Linked DNA regions of Xenopus tropicalis: region 1 is linked to region 2. A link is a contact called in public Hi-C data. All regions are on one chromosome and are shown on one strand. Each heading gives the region's core, a stretch centred on a gene start, on an enhancer-like site or on the middle of the called end of the contact. The rest is flanking DNA. Distances are from core to core; before and after follow the strand shown. Region 1 holds the start of ssr3 (signal sequence receptor, gamma (translocon-associated protein gamma)). Region 2 holds the start of lekr1 (leucine-, glutamate- and lysine-rich protein 1).

Region 1 (5,477 bases), core at 143-2,642, 150 kb after region 2:
AAATGCTTGTGAAAATAGATTAGTACAGGGCTGTGTAACTGGTGGCCCGGAGGCCACATGCAACCCTACAATTTTTATGGCCCCCAGTCTGCTCAAAAGCTCCATACACTTCACTTTGTGACATCATCATTTTATTAAATCCAGCCCTGCAACATGCTATATGACATATGATTGGCCCACTACATGTAATAAGTTGGACATCACTGGATTAGCACATGCATTTGCAAAATCATTAAAAATGCTGTGCTGGGATGTAAGATTTCATGAAATGGCTGGATGGTATCATGGAGCCGCCCACAATGAGCCCAACGAGCCCCACCTCTGAAGGTAATTAAAAATATTAATATGTTTGTTAAAGGTTGTTTTTTGCCACACTCTCTTGAACCTCTATCTGCTAATGAGTCCCCCAAACAACATGACTATAAATTAATCAAATGCAATGTGTATGTTTTATAGAAATCATACTGCCCAGCCAAGGTGAAGCCAGCCTGGAGGAATGTAGCCACAAGGCTAGCGAGGAGGGCACACGGGGGAGCAAGCCAGGAGCCCACCCTTACAGAAATGTGGCAAGAGCTCCAAATGTTTAAAAAAAGGGTGGAGACCCTAGAAAAAAAAAATTACAAAATAAATGTTTATTTAGAAAAAAAAAACATTTTTCAAAACAATGTTTAAAGTTAATAAATAAAACAGGCGTTTGTTAAAATATGGTGTTTTATTACAATTAAATATCTAATGGTAAATATATTTTAGAAATGATGTACACATTATTGGATAGTGTTGTAAAGTGTGAGGAGATTTAGAAAAAAAATCATGTTTTAAAACACAATAAAATCTTTAAACACACTCTCTTGTCAGTAAGAACAAAGTCAGACAGTGAAAACATTAATGTTGTTACTGAACTGTAACAATAAAAAGCTATTTGTAACAAACTGAAATTCTGAGTGCATTGATACCTGGACAAACGGTATAGAGACGTTAATGACTTTAATGAACCACAAACAATCACCAGGTTAAGATATTATTTATTTATAAACTTTTGTGCATTTAAAAATAAAAATTTGTGGGAGGATGTCAGTCAGCATGTGGGAAATGGCCATTACCAATACAGAAGGTACAACTTATAGAAAGAATACTAAATAGTATTTAGTTATCGCCCCATAATTGCCCGCTGCTTCCACCAGAACATAACAATGAAAGTTAGATCGTGTTCTTTTTCCAGATAGTATTTCCACCACCGCATTTATTTAATGTTTTTCAAAATTTCAACAAATGCAGCACACATTTTGCATTGATTTTCAGCGCACATAAAATAACATTTCCCAAGTCCCTTTCCGCTCCAGACACGCCCCTGAGCCCCGTATGCGGAAGCAAAGGCGCCTGGCTGGCAACTTCATTCTGACCCCGCCCATTTTCCAAGCGCTTCCGCTCCCTGAGTGCTGACGAATCAGTACAGAGATTTCTCTGACGGTGGCTGAGGAGGGTCATTCAGTGTGAGACGTGTCTCTACTGTTCATTCTCTCTCCGATACCGGCCATGGCTCCGAAAGGTGGTAACAAGCAGCAGTCCGAGGAAGATCTGCTTTTGCAGGATTTCAGCCGCAACCTGTCGGCTAAATCTTCAGCGCTTTTCTACGGCAATGCTTTCATCGTGTCTGCTATCCCCATTTGTAAGTATCCCGCCACGCAGAGGCCGGGCCCGGGGTTCTTGTTCGCCCTCTCATTGGTATTGGTATTGGTATAATGCAACTTGATGGGCAGTTCCTAACATGCGACTTATTCCTCATGTATATACGTTACATACTGACCTTTTCTTTCCTATTTTAGGGCTGTATTGGAGAATATGGCACATGGATCTGGTGCAGTCGGCTGTGCTATATACAGTAATGACGCTGGTCAGCACCTACCTTGTGGCTTTTGCATACAAGAATGTTAAATTTGTCCTCAAACACAAGTAAGTGCATTTTGTCTGTGCTTCTGGGGAATGAAAGCCAGGTTCCAGCCTCCCTCCTGATCCACCGGGAACCCCTGAAATTGCCCTTCTTGCACTACCTGGGTATTACAGAGTAGCCCGGGGATTGGCAGCTATAATGTGCTGTTCAGTCCATCTAGTCAAGTAGGTTTTATTGTAATTTAAACCATATACAGTACATAGTGAGACGAAACAGCGTTCCTCCAGACCCAAGATGCTACATACATGCAACCCATGAAACGAACGAAAAAAACAAACGAATAGTAACATCAAAGTTTTGTCCGGCTCCGGAGCGGCCGCTACGAGCTACTGCCGCGCCGCCATCTTGGTGATGGCGCTGACCCCAGAGCATGTACAGTGGAAGCCAGGAATAGGTCCTGCATTGGTGCAAGATTGCGCCCACAAACCCTGCCTTGCTACTTTGCTTTTTAAAACCAGATGCAACAAATGGGGCACTTTTTTGGGGGTGGGGGGGGGGTTCTTGGTGGAACAGTTCAGGAGGAATGCCCATGAATTTTAACTAGCAACCTTTCATTCATTTGCTGCATCATTTCTGCATTTCTGTTTTAGAAGTTTGATACAACTCAAAATGAATGTATTGCTCACAAGCCAAGAAGTTAGAATTCCTTCTAGGTGTAATGTTTGAACATTGTTCTTTGTTTCTTTGTGTGTGTGTGTGCAGGGTGGCGCAGAAACGCGAAGATGCTGTTTCTAGAGAAGTGACCCGAAAACTTTCGGAAGCAGACAACAGGAAGATGTCCAGGAAGGAAAAGGATGAAAGGTAACAGCTGCCAGAGCTGTGTAATAGACTACATGGTACATGGTGCTAGGTGTATGTGCTGAAGGAGGAACAGTTTAACTTATCACACAATAAAGTGTGTGTCGCTTTATTTTTAAAGGTAGCCATACATGTACCAGTTACGATCTTTCCTGTGACCATTGGTCGTTCCCACCCTCCACTGACGTCCAGGGCTGGCTGAATCGTCAGTTATGGTGGTAGAAACAATAGGGATTCTACTTCTACCCGACGATTCAGCCCTAAATGCTGATTTTGCCCGATCAAAATTTTTGTCCCATCTAATCGATGAGACAACCCATATCCTAAGCTTTTGTGATAATGGTCGTCCACCATAGACGCACCGAATATTGTACAGAACCTCTGTAGGTGTATGGCCAGCTTTAGGGATCAGAGTTGCCAGTTTATTTTTATGTGGCTTTCAAAGATACATTTAAAAATGTGAAAACACCTATGGTTAAAAAGCATGCTAACAGGTCAAGCAGTGCATACTGTCACTGTTTGGGGGGGAACTTTGTTATCACAGGGAGTGCTCTTGCCATTGGTCGGTTTATAAAGAACTGGTTAGTAGAGACTACACAAAAGCAGATATTTATAACTTCTGTATATTCTGATATAGCACCAAAATATTACACATCATTTTGAATGAAATATTTAAATATTCATATCATTTCCTGCTCTAGTGACTTAAATGGGATGTTCACTTTTGGGCAACTGCCTCAATATAAACAGCCAATGTAATCAAGCAGTGTTTAATTAAAAGTGTTTTTAAAATAACTACCATATAAAATTTTTTATTTCAGTCCTAAAGGTTAGTCACAGTACTGTTTTCGACAGATGGTTATCAAGCTCCTGCCTTTGTGAGCAGACACTGCCCACTGAAATACACTGCAAGGATATTTAGACATGAAGCATTACAACAAAAGCCCTTTCCTCTCCAGTCTTGTTTTGCATGTAATTGAGCCGATGGGCAGAATTGTACCAGCCAAGCATTTACTCACATGCAAATGAACCACAATGAGAGGGCCATGCGGAGTGGCATCTAATGTATAAGTGTTTCCTTCATCACTAAGCCGTGCATTTAAGATTAAGCTGCTTAACAGCTATAAAACGTAAATAAAGCATAATGGTTTGTCCTTCTAACAATTTCTGGAGCATGGAAAACACCATTTGAACTAATGTATTACATTTTTTTATTTGCAGGATCCTTTGGAAGAAAAATGAAGTCGCTGACTATGAGGCAACTACATTCTCCATTTTCTACAATAATACATTATTCCTGGTTTTGGTGATTGTTGCTTCTTTCTTTCTTCTGAAGAACTTCAACCCCACGGTGTATCCTTTCCATAAAGTGCTTAAAAGGTGATATACATACAGGTATTCTGTTTAAAGCAAATTAAAAAGATGAAAACTGCTGACACCATGCGGTTCTTTAACCTGCAGACACTTTAATGTGTAGATCACAACATGTTGGGATTACCTCCCTTTCTCAACTTTCTCAAGTGAAAGTTCTAAGCTTTCACTATTCTGTTTAAAGCATTTGAGCTTAAATTTTGCTTACGAAAACTGCTAAGTTTGGAATCAAGACGTGCGGCTTGGTCCTGGTTTAGCAAAGGGCAAAAAATAATTATTCCACAGCTGAGGCACTTAATTTTTACCCTCTCCTTTCCCTATTCTTCCATTCTTATATTAACATCTTCCTACTTCCATTTGCCCTTTTCTCCTCTCTGTACTTTATAGATAAAAGTAGATAAATTCCAGTGCACTGATGAGTCCATTATACAGGGGATTATCTGTGATCAAAACAATAGGGCTTGTGCTAAACACACATTTTCCCTAGTAATTAAATTCACATTAAATTGTCACTTTAAATGCCCTTAAAGTAAGTATGTTAGGATTGGGTACATGTGCCTTTCCAACCTATTGATAGCTTTAAACTATGTATGCCTTATAGTTTGCATCTCTGATTTTAGATGAAAAAGTCATTCTTGCTTGATCTAGTCAACAATCCTTAACGTTACCTTTCAGAAATTACATTTTATCTATAAGTGCTGCCTCTGGACTTATTGCTCTGCTTTCTACAGGATCAAAATAAATGGACAAAGTTATTTCAAAGACATTCATAAAAAAGGGTTGTTTTCTTTTTTTTTTTTAACAAACTATGTAAAATAAACATCTTTTTTGTTTGTATTTGTTTGTTATTATTGCATTTTGTGCCCAGTGTGTGTTAGTACTAGTGGCACGTTCCTATTGATTTCCATAGGAACTTGTCAGTATCACTTTAAGCTGGCATCCAATTGTCTGGCCATATTGATTGGAGTTGATCTGTCCTACCGGAAAATGTAATCTTCCCCATGGTGCTGTAGCAGATGAGCTAGTAAGATAAGCAGCAGCTCCTCTTCACTTCCTGTCAGATCCAATTTTCTTGGGCCGTTGATGAACAGAATAATATGATGTGGTTGTCCTGTTTACATACTGGTGCATACTTTGCAGCTTTTATTGTATTGCATTTACATGGTGTTATTTCCTCTACTGAAACCATGGGCCTCACTTACTAAATGACAAACTGCTAGGCTAGTTTGCACCTATGATTTATTTTGCATATTACTATTGCACAGTGCAAGTACAAGGCAGTAATAATATGTGGGCCAGCCCAGGACCTGTGGTTCCAACTGACATTTGCACCAGATTTGTGGATTGGTTCTGGCTGAGC
Region 2 (6,115 bases), core at 1,796-4,295:
ACCAGCGGGGGGGCGTTGCAATAAAACTATTCAGTGAATAATATATAATTATTACATATATAATGTAAATGTAATTATTTTATTTAAAAAAATGATGTGTCATTATTTACACAACGCATTCATTTGCATACGGATGCCGTTCCGTTCCCCACATCATAGATACATTCAAAATGGAAGCAGCACACAGATTATCTTCAATGCAAAAAGTGCATTAAAGGAGAATCAAATCACATATGCAAAATTTAAGGTACCCTTTATCAAGCCTTAAATAATGTAACTAACCCAGTAGATTACATTTAAAGGGATACACAGAAAATTACATCACCATCAGTTACTATAGTGACCAACATCTCATCAATGGATATACAGCACAAAAATAGGAACTCTCAAGCAATATATACTAAAAGTTAATTCATACAAAAATTACAAAAACAAAACTAAATCATAATCTCTATTTAATCCTATAGGATTTAAGGGCTCTGGCACACGGGGAGATTAGTCGCCTGCGGCAAAACTCCCTGTTCGCGGGCGACTAATCTCTAAATCGCGCCGCCGCGTGTGCCATCCCGCCGACGACTTACATGTTCGCCGGTGGGATGGCAGGGGAAGGCAACTCGGGGAGATTAGTCGCCCGCGAACAGGGAGTTTTGCCGCGGGCGACTAATCTCCCCGTGTGCCAGAGCCCTAAGAGTTTAAATGTGTTGCTCCACCAAACCTCTCTCTGTTTAAGGCTAAATTCTCTACCCCCTCCCCTTTAAAAGTAAAACAATGAATGAATACCAAACCAACAGATTATATTATGTTAAGTGACCTATTAAAGAAACTCGCCAAACTGAAATATATATATCAGTAAATATTGCCCTTTTACATCCTTTCTCTTGATCCACCATTTAATGATGGGCTGTGTGCTCCCTCACATGACAGGAAATAATGTTTCAAATTCCTAGGAAATAATGCAGCTCTAACTGAGCTGCGACAAATCTCCCTTGTTGTGGGCGACTAATCTCCCCGATATGACATCCCACCGGTGGAAATGTAAATCTTGGTGGGATGGCATACGCAGCGGCGCGATCGCAAAGTTGCCTCTCGAGTGATTTACACAGTCAGGATTTATATAGAAAGAGCAGCTCATTTGCTCCATCCAGGAGAGAGAGTAAAGGAGTAGTCTCTTAACAGGCTTAAGGTGCCCATACACGGGCCGACTATAGCTGCCGATATCGGTCCCTTGGACCGATTCGGCAGCTAATCGGCCCGTGTATGGGCAGAACAGAGCTGCCTGGCCGACCGATATCTGGCCTGAAATTGGCCAGATCTCGATCGGCCAGGTTAGAAAATCCGGTCGGATCGGGGACCGCATCGGCTCGTTGATGCGGTCCCCGAACCGACTGCCCCATAAGCTCAAATGTAATCCGATCGTTTGGCCCCAGGGCCAAACGATCGGATTATTTTTTTTTAAAGCAGCTTCCTACCCGATATCGCCCACCCGTAGGTGGGGATATCGGGTGAAGATCCACTCGCTTGGCGACATCGCCAAGCGAGCGGATCTTATGGTGTATGGGCACCTTAACTTGCCTTAGATTAGGGACACAGAAGTGCTAGGGATATAGGCCAGCAATTAACCCTGCCCTTACCTCTACTAAGAGAAGGGATTAACCGGTGAGCTGCCTCCTACCATTCTGTTGGCTGTCATATCCTACCCATACCTCTTTATGAGAAGGAATAAACAGAAGGCACCATACTTCATCTGCTTGATTTGTTTTAACATCATTTGTGCTATTGAATACCTGTTACCTCATCTGAGTGAGTATTGATATCCCTGCATTTATAATCTGGTCTTGGACAAATAAACAGTTCCTTTGTTTTGCAAGAGCTCCTGGCATCCATTATCTATTCTTAAATCTGCATTTACATCTAATACACTACACAGTGGCAGTGGTGGGGTATAGTTCAACAACATCCTCCAGTAGTTTCTCCCATATAGCGGAGGCCCATCCTGATGTATGAGAGTCGCATGTAACCAATGATCTACTCCTAGCCTGGTTTTGGTTCAATCTAGCCTAAAATAGTGTTACATACATATATAGATATCGTCCCATATGATTTAATCTGCCTATAATAACGTGGAGGGAAACACAAAAACATACAAACACTTGGTTAACAGGACCCTGGCAATAGTAACCAGTACACTACAGCCCCATCCCTCCTTGAATCATTTCCTCGGCTACAAAGCACCCCGCAGCCTTCCTGCACTGAGCCTCCCTAACCCTAGCTGCCTCCCTAACCCTAGCTGCCTCCCTAACCCTAGCTGCCTCCCTAACCCTAGCTGCCTTTATCACTGACCAACTCGCAGCCCCCGCCCCCAGCAGCTGCTAAACTAAACTTCCACAACATTAACTGTCACTTCTTCGTGAGGGAGAGTTCCTTTAACCCTTTGCTGCATGCAGTATGAGAGCGAGTTACACGCACAGCTCTGTCCCAAGCCTGAGAACAACAACCCAACTGTGTCCCACAAATAGCAAGTGTGCGTGGCTCGGTTAGTGCACTCCACCACACGCATAGCGTGACTACTAGCCCAGAGCCGCTCAATGACTCGCCAGAGCTCCACCCTCCGATCACCTGCTGTTCTCTCCTCTTCCCCCAAGCACAGGAAAAGGGCTCAAAGGGCAGCTGTGAGGCAGCACGAAATGCATGCAGTGTGCAGCCGGGACAGCCTGCCTTATCACGCAAGCCCAAGCACAGAGACACGATGCGTGCAAAGCGCTCAGCCCAGTGGTGGGAGGGCTCCATTCAGCACACGAACATAACATGTGGGCTTCTCACTGAGCCTGCTGATTATCAAACTGCCGGCATGTTCCCGGTATCGGCACAGTGGGCTGGGCGCGTCTCAGTCTACGTCAAGGAGAGGGACTTCTATAGGCATCTTGTGCGGGGTTAGTCGTGAGCCGCTCATCACAAGCAGACGTACAGACGACGTATACACACACTGAACTGCTAAAGATATGACTCATGGCAATGGGAAAGCCAGTCAAGCAGGGTGGTGGTCCTGTCACAGTTTCTAATCATTAAATTTTAGCTTGATGTTATATTGTGGCCTGTCTGTTAGCAAGAAAAGTAAAGTAAAAGTAAATCAATTTTTTACTGATTAAATATGTGTAAACCAGGTTGTGAGAGAATTTAGGGCAGCACATCCCCCTCTAGGTGGCTGGGCACCCTCACTGTTCACCACAAAAATGCGTCGGGGGCCCTGTTGCATACTCTGCACCCAGGCCTGGGGATGTCTAGTTACACGACTGCCTGTGTCTGTAGTTGCGAAGCACAGAGCATGTGGATTGTGCCTGTTTTTGCAGTTTGCACCCTCTCCCCACCATGTAAATGAGCCCTAGGGGTTTACTAGGCCTCTGCCCTACCATTTGGACATTGAAATTCAAACACAATGCTAATGTGATTGGTACAGGAAGATAGAGGTAGGAAGTCTCCACCTGGTGAGTTAAGGGCAGTGGCACACGGGTAGATTAGTCGCCCCATGACAAATTTTCATTACCGCGGGCGACTAATCTCCCTGCAATGCCATCCCACCAGCAAGAATGTAAATTCCCGCTGGGATGTCATATACGTTGCTATGATTTTCCGAAGTTGCCTCTCAAGAACACTTCGGGCGACTTTGGGAAATCACAGCGACCCGACTAATCTCCCTGTGTGCCACAGCCTTTAAGGGAATCAGCGCCTATGAAATGGGATTAGTGATGTGCTGGACAAACAGAGCTATTTCTGTATGGGAATTTCCTTGCAGATTTTGCAAATAAAGGATCCCGGCAAAGAAAGGTAAACAGACAAAATACTGAGGTATTTTAAGTGAGTTCTATTGCTCAAGGAAAATAAGTGCAAATATGTGCTCATGTGAGTTTGGCCTAATAAAGACAACAAAGTGTTTCCACACACAGCTGACTTAAATAAGGCTTTGTCAGGCAGTGTCCTAAGATCAGGGATCCTCAACCTTTTATACCTGTGAGCCACACTCAAATGGAAAAAGTTTTGTAGAGCAACACAAGCATGAAAAAAGTTCCTGGAGGTGCCAATAAGAGCTATAATTGGCTATTTGGTAGCTCCTATGTTGACTGGAAGCCCACAGAAGGCTCTGTTTGGCAATTACACTGGGTTTTTATACAACCAAAACTTGCCTCCAAGCCAGAAATTCAAAAATAAGCACCTGCTTTGAGGCACTGGGAGCAATGGTCAAGGGGTTGGTGAGCAACATGTTGGTCAAGGGGTTGGTGAGCAACATGTTGGTCAAGAGCCACTGGTTGGGGATCACTGCCTTAGATCATATTGCTTGCATGGCATGTGTAACTTTTTCCTGCAGGAGCAAACAGCATGAACTACAATTCCCAAATTACCCACGGTAGCTGAGATTAACTATGGGCGACTAATCTCCCCGTGGGCCATGGCCCTTGGTTCGGCGATTCTCAAACTGTGGGGATGGGGGGCAGACACACTGGCAATCTGTGGATTCTGCCAAATGCCAAAGGGGGCTGCTTTAAGATGCCATAGACTGTCACTATCAATGGGGAGGATGGGCCTCTGTGTACTTGAAATGCCTACTTACATTTGGCAAGAATGTCTATTTACTTATCTAATGAGCCAAGGGGCACCCTGTCCAACAACCTTTACACATTTAGTGTATCATGTGCCTTAGATGCATAGGCTATTCTCTCTAGTTTTGCAAGCCGTAGGCTGTAATTAAACTAATTAAACACAGTACTCCTATGTCCTTTGTACTGCACAACAATGCCATATTTACTAAAGTGTTTCCAGATCTGTCCAGAGGCTGGAGTCCATTCTGTCTCCAAACTTACTCCCACCCTTCCCTTTGGGTGATTAAGTTTTATCTTCTGACATTGCTGTTATTATGTATTATAGCCACCCAGTGGGTGTAGCCCATTTATGGCTGCCCATAGTATCCTCATCAATGCTGTGATGGGTGTTCTGCTGAGTCATTGATAGAAAAGGATAAATGTGTTGTGCAGCTGTTTTGCTTTGCTACCCTGCCTGCCCAAATGCACTGTGGAACATTGTACAGATTGGGAAGGTATGCACAGGTTCTGAGAACGTCCCTTACATTTTTGCAGAAAATTGATGCGAAAGGGGAAAGAGGAAGTTGCAGTCGCCTCTATAAATAATCTTTATACATAAAACTATTTCTGTTAACCATTTTTCTATATACACTAAAAATGCCATTCGGTTCACAAAAATAAATACACTTCCTGGGAATTTAATTATAGTTGCTGGATGCAGTCATTTTGGTCTTGCCATCCTATAGTATAGATATGGACTGTTGAATATTAGTGTGATCTGAGAAGTCAAATCACAAAATAGTGTTGAGGTAATAAGAGGAATGTTGTCACAAAATTTTGTAGCCCTCCATTATACAATACTGTGTATACTATATGCTTAGGTCTATTCTGATGTGGGCAAGGAGTTTATTTGATGACTAATGGGTTAGTCCACCTGGTGGAAAGTTAGTGACTTTTATTACATTGCCCTCATATAATGTAAGTTCTATTGGGGAAGGCACTGAAGTAAATGATGAGCATTTTCTGGAGGTATTGGCGTACCATTTGTGCAACTGCCCAGGGAAAATCAGCTATTTGTTTTTAAGTAAAGGTGCACCGATACCAGTCTATTATGGGCCGTATGCTGTATATTTGTCTGGCAATGAATTTTTTTAAAGTGTTGTGTAATATGTGACTAATTAAATTATAATAATGATATTTTGATAGTTATGTTCATTTACTAGCATAATAAATCAGTTTATACTAAACTGAACCAGTGCAATTAACTACAGGTAACAGCTAGATCTGCCCTTCCATTTTACAACATATAGTAGACGTGAAGTTGCTTTTGGTAGTGCAAATTTAACAATTTATGGTAGTAAATGTGCCCTTTTGCCTGAGCCCCACTACCTTTTACATGTGTTATACGAAGATTATGCATCAATATACAGAGAATTATATACTACAGCATTTTAAATCCTATACATCTTCCTGATTTATGTATATGGTACCAATACGTTACCCAGGGCTTTACAATAACTTATATCTACTGGGGTCTTATAATA

What was found. A called contact is a pair of places that touch in the nucleus more often than the background predicts.
Region 1: a Hi-C map of neurula embryo shows a contact between it and region 2, with 2.4 times the contacts expected there. The contact joins the promoter of ssr3 here to the promoter of lekr1 in region 2. A contact is called at or near these places in 2 of 5 Hi-C or Micro-C datasets (brain and neurula embryo).

What each region holds. Positions count from the first base shown.
Region 1 is chr5:116,250,622-116,256,098 of UCB_Xtro_10.0, forward strand. ssr3 (signal sequence receptor, gamma (translocon-associated protein gamma)) reads left to right here and starts at 1,393. Exons shown (of 5, transcript NM_001005080.1): 1 at 1,393-1,666; 2 at 1,824-1,950; 3 at 2,651-2,749; 4 at 3,968-4,099; 5 at 4,793-4,937. The coding sequence starts at 1,534. The coding sequence ends at 4,859.
Region 2 is chr5:116,094,072-116,100,186 of UCB_Xtro_10.0, forward strand. lekr1 (leucine-, glutamate- and lysine-rich protein 1) reads right to left here and starts at 3,046. Exons shown (of 13, transcript XM_018094379.2): 1 at 2,617-3,046. The coding sequence starts at 2,807.